Regions from separate parts of the Mus musculus genome. Here region 2 is linked to region 1. The links are chromatin contacts, called in public Hi-C maps. All regions are on one chromosome and are shown on one strand. The core of a region is the stretch at or near the end of the contact, and the rest is flanking DNA. Distances in the headings are between cores, read along the strand shown. Region 1 has its middle 87 kb from the start of Gm26535. Region 2 overlaps Gm31202 (a long non-coding RNA gene).

Region 1 (4,363 bases), core at 981-3,480:
CACACACACATACATAAATTTGACATAGGGCCTCAACATATAGCTCAGGCTGGCCTTGAACTCACAGAGGGTAGCCTGCTTTGCTGCTTTGCCTCTAGAGACCTTCAAATATTCAAATATTAGGATTGATAATATGTGCCATTAGGCTTAGTAAATTGTCAGATATACGTGAAGAGGCCATTCAAAGTAAAATAATAAAATTACAAATGGAAAATTTTCATTTGCTCATCTTTCTCCCTCCTTTCTTAAGACAGGCAATCTCCTTTACAAAATACTCTCTTTATTACCACCCCCCTGAGATTAGCTCAGAAAACAAGTGGCTTTACTCTGGGTATAGAGCTGTGTGTGTCATATGTGTGAGTGTGTGTGAAGACTTCCTGTACTCTGTAACCTTCTGGTCCTACTTACTCTTTAGCCTTAGGCTTATTACCTCTCCCACCTTTTCCTGTTAGGAAGCACAAGGTAACTGTCTAAAACAGCTCAAAGGCTACTAAAGCCAGATAGTGATTTCACTCACCTAAAATCCTGGCCCTCAGGATGCTGAGCAGTAAGACTGAGAATTCACGTCTGGTCTGGATTGTGTATAGACAAGAATCAGAAGAGACCACTTGGCACAATTCTCAAAAACAATTGGAGAAGCTGGCTCCATCTGCACTTGGTAGGCATACATTATTTTATTAATTGCATGTTTGTGGAAGTGGCAAAAAGACACACTATGATTGTGGACATGTCTTTTTAATTTTTTAAAATTAAATTGTTTATTTATTTAGTGTGTGTGTGTGTGTGTGTGTGTCAGACTACAGCTTTGTGGAGTTTTTTTTTTTTTTTTTTTTTCCCCATTCATCTTTACACGGGATTGAACCCAAGGTAGTCAGCCTTGCAAAACAAGCCCCTTTATCTTTACCACTGAATCATCATCGTACCAGCCCTTCTTACCAGATTGTGGACATTTCTTAGACTTAGTCACAAAACTAGATTAGCAAAGTTTCCTAAATATCTTTCTAAGTAGTTATAAAAAATACCAGGCTCCCTCCCTTTGGGGGTTCCTTCTGAGGACCACTTGCTGAAGAAGAATGGGTGACAGAAGAGGTCAGTGTGTCTTGGGTGGTCTAGACTTTGTTCTGCAGTGAGTTAGTCTAGGCCGCATTCTAGCCAGTCATTTCCCCCATGTACCCAGATCGAACCAGTCTGACCCAACCCAGGCTCCCGCTCAGCTCTACAGAGTGCTCCACGCCTGGGGCAAAGTGAAGGCTTGGCAGCTATCAAAGTCTTCACAACTTAGAAGGAAACTAATAAGGGCGACCACACACCAAAGATGATTTTCTTTGTTTTGCTGTTTTTGTTTGTTTGCGTATTTGAGACAGAAACTCACTTTGTTTACACCCCAAGCACTGTGGTTACAAGTATGGACCAGCATACCTAGCTTGGATGGCATAGTTTAGACCTGTCAGAGCATGTCAAAAATAAAAATAATTAAAAAAAATGGAGTGACTTTGAGCTTATTGTACATATTAGTTTATTATAGTTTCAAAATTATTTAAAATTTTAAGAATTTTCTACAGTCAATGAAGGCCCTGTGCTAAGCAAACAGTTTTAAATTGCTGAATCCCTGTTACAGCATGTGGAAGAGAGCAACTTTGCTCTGAATACACTTTCGTAATAAAAATGTATTTAAGACTGAAGTTATTTCATCTTGTTTGACATTCATAATTAGTACATATTCAGTAATCTGTAGTTTTTAAATGCCTAGGTATGACTGGGGGAGGATGGGGGAGGGAGAACTGAGGAGGGGGGTTGTGGGCAGTCAGAGATTAGCATGGCAGGGTTGGCTCTTCCCTGCTGTAGAGCAAGGGCATCAGCAGTTTAGAAGGGGAAGTAGGCTTCAAACCAAACAGCTGACGCTGAAATCAGCTGGTGGCGGGCCTGGGCGGGGGAGGGGCGAGGGGGAGGAGGGGAGGGGGGAGCGCAGCCTGACTTCCTCTTCATTCTTGTTCTTTCTGCCTTTGTCCAGGGTTAGCAGCGCTTCGATTCCCTATTCTGTTACCCAGTTCCTGGGAAGACACCCTGCCCCCATCCCACCACCACCCCTTCCACTCTTCCTTCTGGGGCTTATCTGCTCTGGCCAGGCAGTTGCGTAGTGAAGATATGCAAACTGTGAAACACACAAAAGCACCTTAGAGACATCTAGAACATTTGCACTAAACACACGCAGGAGAATACAGCGCAACACATTACAGCCTCTTGGGCTCATTTTATTCTGCTGACTTGGAACCAACAGGGAAAACCCCTACCGTCCTTTGCAAGTCCTTTTGTTTTTTTAAACTTCCTCTCCAGACAGCAGAGCAAGGGTAACTAAAAAAAAATCCAATTCTTTACGATGTCTTTTAGTTATTTTGTTTAAATGTTTAACAACTTGTTCATGAAAAGTCTCACAAAAGTACAAGAAAGTCGGCTACATTGTTTAAATCTTATCTCACATTCCCTGCACGTCAGTCAAAATGGAATTACAGCACATTAAGATGGCTACTATCAAAACCATAAACAGAGCCAGAAGATTCCAAGTGTTGGAGAGGATGTGGAAAAAGCAAGATTTTGTTCACTGTCAAGGGATTGCCTATCAACAGTGGTGTGGTGGTTCTTCAAAGGCTAAAAAGGAGGTGGACATGGTAGGGCACGGTGAGACGTGCCTTTAATTCTAGCCCTGGAAAGGCAGAGGCAGAGTGATTACCAGTCCCACCTCTGACTTGAGTACATGCTCCCAATGAACTGGAAAATGGAAATTAAAACTATGCCATCCTTGAACTCACAGCAGACTTCTTCTCAGGCTCAACATGGGAATGTTCTGGAATTAAAGGCTTTAGAGATCATGCCTTTAAAGTCTGTGATTCACACTTCCAAAGAGATAGTAGTCTTAATGCAGGGAGTCCTGATATCTGCTGGGATGGTGATGGAAAGTTATAGTCATGATACTAAATGAGATCAGCTGGTCAGAGAAAGATCTCCTTACATGTGGATCCTAAAGCAGTCAAATGCATGAAGGCAGAGTGGAGTGGTGCTTGCTAGGGGCTGGAGGAGTTGTTCAATGGATCCGGATCCTCACATAAAAGGCCTAGGGCTGGGCATCTTGAGCTTGAGACCAACCTGGCTAAATAGGGAGACTGTCTCAAGACACAGTTGTTTAAGTAGAGAAGATGAAAATAGTTGAAATGGAATTTAAGGATGGAAGAATAGCAATGGAATAGTTCACACCAAATTTTGTGTTGTGCGTATTTTCCAATTAAAACTAATTTTAAAATGGCTAAGATGCCTTTGTGATAGCTCACTGGGTAAAGGTTCTTCCTGCCAAACCTGATGATGTAAACTCAAGGCCCAGGAGCCACATGAAAGGAGAGAATTAATTCCTGAAAATTGTTCTATTAGTCTATACATGTGCACACACTTACACATACACATTCTCTATCTCTCTCATACACACACACACACATACTCACACACATACACACATCATCATGAAAAGTTTTAAGGGGTAGTTTTTCCCACAAAAAAAAAAAATACATAAAGCCAAAAATAGAGCCTCAGGTTTCATAGCTTCATGTCATCACTTAATACAAAAGAACAGCAGGTACATTTATCGAAATTAGAATTTAATGTTGTGGACCACATGACCCCACACCACCCCATCCCCCACTCCCCCAGGCAAGGTTTGAAATAACACTTGTTGATGTTGAATGGTTCAAGGAGTACATGTGGTTGGACAACGTCACCTTGTTCTTTTCAAGACAGAGAGAGCCCGGAGAGCCTGGCAGACAAGCCAGGAGAGGTGATGCCACTGTTACCTAACCCGGTCAGCAGTGTGCTCTACTGTGCCCACTGGACCCTGTACTCTTCAGGGTCCTGCTTCCTCCTGGTCGAAGCTACTCCTGTAAATGGCTACCCACAAAACTGAGTTGCTGACTCTGAGAACAATCCCTTGCTATGTGAATTAACACCAAGCAGGCCTTCAGTGTGATATGGATCTTCTGACATTTAGGTTACCAGGCCAGTAGTAGCATGGGTTATTAGGAGAGAAAGCTATGATTATTAAGGAGGTTATTTGGCAATAGGAAAAGCAGTAAGCATGCTTTGATTTCAGCCTCCTCTCCCTAGGGCCCACACATTTAATGATATCTTTTTACGCTGCACTAGGACGTGGGGAGGAACGGGTATGATTATCTCTACTTTATAGAAGGTGAAACCGAAGCACCGGAAATCATTTGGCTTTGGGACAGTGACTCACTGGTCAGGTCAAAGCAGAAAACAGGCTTCCAGGCTCCTAGATCCAGGGCCTTCTGGCTGTAAATAGTTTGCTTCTCTTCTGCTGATC
Region 2 (4,363 bases), core at 652-3,151, 130 kb after region 1:
GCACAGTCAGCAGCACCAGTGAATGGGAAAAGATATTGAAGCCTTTCTGCTCTGGTCTTTGACCACGTGCCCAGACCACCACAATCCTACCATTTGAGATACACCACCACAAACACAGTGAAACTATGTACCTAGGGAGAAAACGGCACATGCTGTGGATGGAGGAAAGCCTGAGCACTCTTCATTTTTAAGAGCTGCCAAGCTTTGCTGCTGGCTAATGTTTACATTCACAGAGGAATGTGATTGTAATATTGAGCTCATGCCTCTGGAATGTGCATTTTAATAAGAGAAATGCAGGCTCCAGTGTGATATCTCCATGTCAAGTTTTGCGTACATGAATGCACATACAGACACACACATACACACACACAGAGGCACACACGGAGGTAGGCAAACCTGTGATGTTTTCCAGCTTAAACGGTTGAGAGTTTTTAATTAAATGCAAAGACTAACACTTATCGTGCAGAAGGAGAGGATCTAAGCCTGCAGTGTTTGCAGCCACAAGGGATACCCAGTGTGCATGGGCCATTTTTGAACACTGAAGGAGACAGAAGTACCTCAGGATCAGCTGCAGCATCAACAAATCCCAGTGACCTAGATTCAGCTATAGATAATGAACTGGTGGCCTGTGTAGCTAGCTCTGTACCAACAGCCTGTCTGCAGTTCCATGGGCTGCCTGGCAAACAGCGCTGATCCATTTCACCATGACAACCTTGGCTGCTCTACTAAAGGCTGTGTGCAGGGAAATGCTCACTGTCAGCATTGTAAAGATTCCAAAAATTAAGTTTACTCAGATTTTTTTTTTAAATACACATCTCAAAAATCCAACTAAAAAGACATTCTTTAACAGTGTTGGAAGAGCTGGAGAAGGCAGATGTGCACAAGTGTTAGCCTTCTCTAAGCCTTACATTATCAGCAAAATGATCAACATTATGTCTTACTCAGCCAACGGCATCATGATAAACGTGCATCTAACCAAAATGAACGAGTCACTCTCTGAAAGAGAGAATGTACAAGTCAAAAGCCTAAGGAGTTATCTCCCACTGCTACACATATTCTGATCTTTTAAAATAGAAAATATGGAATCAAATAATTTCACAATAAGTAAATGGAAGGGTTTAAGTGGATTTACTAGAGCCTTGCCTCGGAGTTAATGTGTGCAGAATTGAGTTTCATTGGAGAACGACACTAGTATGCCCCTTGGGGGGGCGGGGGAATGGGTCTGTGCTTTGGTAAAGGAATTCCATTTAGGGAGAGCAATTTAGGAAAATCAGGCCCTGGTATGTGCACATGATCACATTAAAATGTTACCTCGGCTTGTCTGATGAAAACCACAGCCCCAAAGTGATCGCATTTGCAGACCTTTATACTGAACACCATGTGCTGAACTCAGCATCCCCTTTTTGTTGAGTTAGTTCAGGAAGGTAAATCTTAGAACCTCCTGCACTGTTGCTGTTTTGTGCACAGGAAAGGGAGTCACAGCAGGCTAAAGAATGGCTCAGGGCTTATTACCAAGGCTGTAGCTCAGGCCTGAGACAGAGAGTATATTTACTCAGGTAGAGTAGATTAACATGTGAGTTTTGTTTGTTTATTTTAGGAACAGTGTCTCACTTTGTAGCTTAGGTGTGCTAGGTAGGTTTTGTTTGTTTATTTGATTTTGTTCCGTTTTGTTTTGGTTTGGTTTTGGTCAACTTCATATAAGATAGGCTTACTTGGGAAGAAGAAGCCTCATTTAAGAAAATGCATTCACCAGATTGGCCTATAGGAGTCTGTAGGGGGCATTTTCATGATTAATGATTGGTCTGTGAGGACCTAACCCACTGTGGGCAGTGCCACCCCTGGGCAAGTGGTCATAGATTGTATAAATAACAAGCTGAGCAAGCCATCTAGAGTAAGCCAGCAAACAGGGTTCCTCCTCAGCTTCTGTTTCAGTTCCTGCCCCAACTTCCCTCAGCCATAGACTATGATCAGAACACTTAAGCCAAACAAATCTTTTCTTCCATGAGTTGGTCTTGGTTTTTTATTACAGCAAAACAAGCAACTAGGGCACCAGGTCAGCCTTGAGCATGCTACATAAGCCAGGTACTTCCCCTTTGAAGGAAGGGAGTGAGAAAAATCATCAACAGTTTAGGAAAAGCAACACAAGGCAATTTAGGGGAACCTACAAGGAAAACAATAGCATAGCCTGGAAAGATAGATCATTCACTCTCTTCTTTAATGGCAGAGATTGCAGCAACATCCCCCTCAAGTCTTCAGCTGCTAGAAAGATTTTCTTCTTCCCACAGCTGCCTTCTGTCCCAATCCCCATGTCTCCTGGTGAGCTAGAACCAATCTCTATCATGTGTCAGAAGACCGCCTTCCTTTTAGAGAAGTGTCTAGCTCTGTTTTCAGCTGTGTGACTGTTGTTTTTCACCCCATGTCCCACTGTCAGTGAATGATGTGTTAGGTTATCTAAATATGTAATACCTTGTTGTAGATCAACCAGTATTTCCAAAACAATAAACACTGAAATGCATCAAACATGAAATAAACATGAAATTCTTCTCAAAACAATTGAGTGTGAAAATGCAACAAAAAGATCAACTTCTTCATGATAAAAAAAAGTGAAATTATAATCCGGAGAACCATATACTCTCATCTTCTTGCCTCCTGATTTCCTGTTCCATTTGCATCTTTGTTTCCATGATGAATTGCAAGCCTTCTTCATGATGCACCATCTCCTTTGGTATCTGCAGTGCAGGTTGCTCTGTTTGATGCAATTTTCTCAGAGAGTTGGCTTAGGACATGGCAGCTACAACCTCCTGGCATAAACTCTATGGCATTCCTATGAATGATTAAGGTAGATTTGAATCGATCGACTATAGGAGTGATCTGAGGATATCACCACCCAAACTGGGAAGAAGAAAAGGCTCAGATTGCTGTCTTCTTCTCTCCAGAGTAATTTTATGTACTCTGTTCTCCACAGCTCCCGGCTCCCCTCTAGCCTCATCTTCCTCTGTCTCTACAGCAATTGGTTGGTCACGCTATTATTTCCTTTCCCAAGGAAACACAGTCATGCTCTCTAATCCTATATGGGCTCCAACATTTGAATGATTAACACAAGTTCAGGGTTTTTTTTTTTTTTATTATTTTTCTTTCCCTTTTTTAAAATAGTTCTTTGAAAAATTTTAAAAAAATTAAGAGGAATTGCAGAATAAAGATAAGAACTTTTGGTTGTATTTCTGGGACACCCTCCTAAAAATCGCATAAGGTTCCAAACTGTGGTCATACCAATGGCTCTAGTAGTAGGTCAGCAAAAAACCCAAAATATTCTGCCTGTGAGGAAAAGAGGAGATGCAAAGGTGGTAGTGAAAGGAGTCAGAATGCATTGTAGACATGTATGAACTTATCAAAGAACAAATTTACATCAATAAAAAAGGAAGAAAACCCACTTTCTACTTGGAAAACAAGAAATACTCACCATCTTTTCAGAGCTAGGCCATTTGATAGAAAAGGCAACACAGTTAGGCCACTTCTTTAATTAAGTTGTTCAATGGTAATATAGTTGTATGATAATTACTTTTTATTGTGTGACGAATAATAAATGCTCTCCTATAGGAAAAAAAAACCAAAGAATTTATTATACCCTAATACTAAACTCATAAAATAGAAATAATTCTATAAAATAAAACTAAATATCTCTTCATTTCAAAAATAGAGACTATGTTATTTTATCAGATTATCTAAGACCTTTCTCATAAATACGATAGTGTCTCTTTCCCACTTTTAAATCACCATTTACTTACCAACTTTTGTGGTTTGCTTTACAAAGATGATCAGTGACTAGTGTGAACGTAGTCTCTGGGCAGGGCTTCATAGTTCCTGGTCTGAACTTCTGTACAGCTTTAATGGAGTTCATTACATAGGCATGCACTGTCTTGTGGACTGAATCATCGTTGTGATTTGATCATAGTTGTGCCAAGGCTTAGAATTACACAGCAGTTAGTGATGCAAAGGACCAGCCAGTTTCAGAAATACCAACACATCCTCTTTCGGGAAAGAATCACTGGTCTTGACCTGCAAAAGTGTTGAGTTAGCCTGAGAATTTTTACATTTTTCCTGCTGCTAGAGATTTATCCTAAAGCCTTGAGCTCTTTATCACTGAAATATATTCCTAGGTATCTTTTTACTCTTTATTATTTTGAGACAGGGTCTCACTGAGTTGCCCAGGTGGTCTTGAAGTCATTCTGTAGCCTTGAACTTGTGATATTTCTGACTCAGCCTCCAAATAGCTGAGATGACAGACCTGAGTCATCAGGCCCAGGTGAGGATATTTAGTATCCATGCAGACAGGATTCAGTGTTTGAATATTTAGTACCCATGC

What was found. Hi-C and Micro-C count contacts between places; a contact is called where the count stands out from the background.
Region 2: a Hi-C map of bone marrow-derived macrophages shows a contact between it and region 1, with 4 times the contacts expected there. The contact joins two enhancer-like sites. A contact is called at or near these places in 4 of 484 Hi-C or Micro-C datasets (bone marrow-derived macrophages, embryonic fibroblasts, macrophages and 1 more) and 1 of 115 datasets of contacts at active chromatin or transcription factors (embryonic stem cells).

Annotation. Positions count from the first base shown.
Region 1 is chr10:37,230,166-37,234,528 of GRCm38.p6, forward strand. No RefSeq gene overlaps it. Among named protein-coding and RNA genes, the nearest start is that of Gm26535, 87 kb to the right of the region's middle. Within about 2 kb of position 2,231, at least 167 of the 459 cell types and tissues checked have an H3K27ac peak or open chromatin away from gene starts, as enhancers often do. A contact at or near this core is called in bone marrow-derived macrophages and uterus, where this site is marked.
Region 2 is chr10:37,357,225-37,361,587 of GRCm38.p6, forward strand. Gm31202 (a long non-coding RNA gene) reads right to left here. Exons shown (of 3, transcript XR_380243.2): 2 at 3,786-4,056; 3 at 3,474-3,591. Among named protein-coding and RNA genes, the nearest start is that of Gm31202, 5.0 kb to the right of the region's middle. Within about 2 kb of position 1,902, at least 32 of the 459 cell types and tissues checked have an H3K27ac peak or open chromatin away from gene starts, as enhancers often do. A contact at or near this core is called in bone marrow-derived macrophages and uterus, where this site is marked.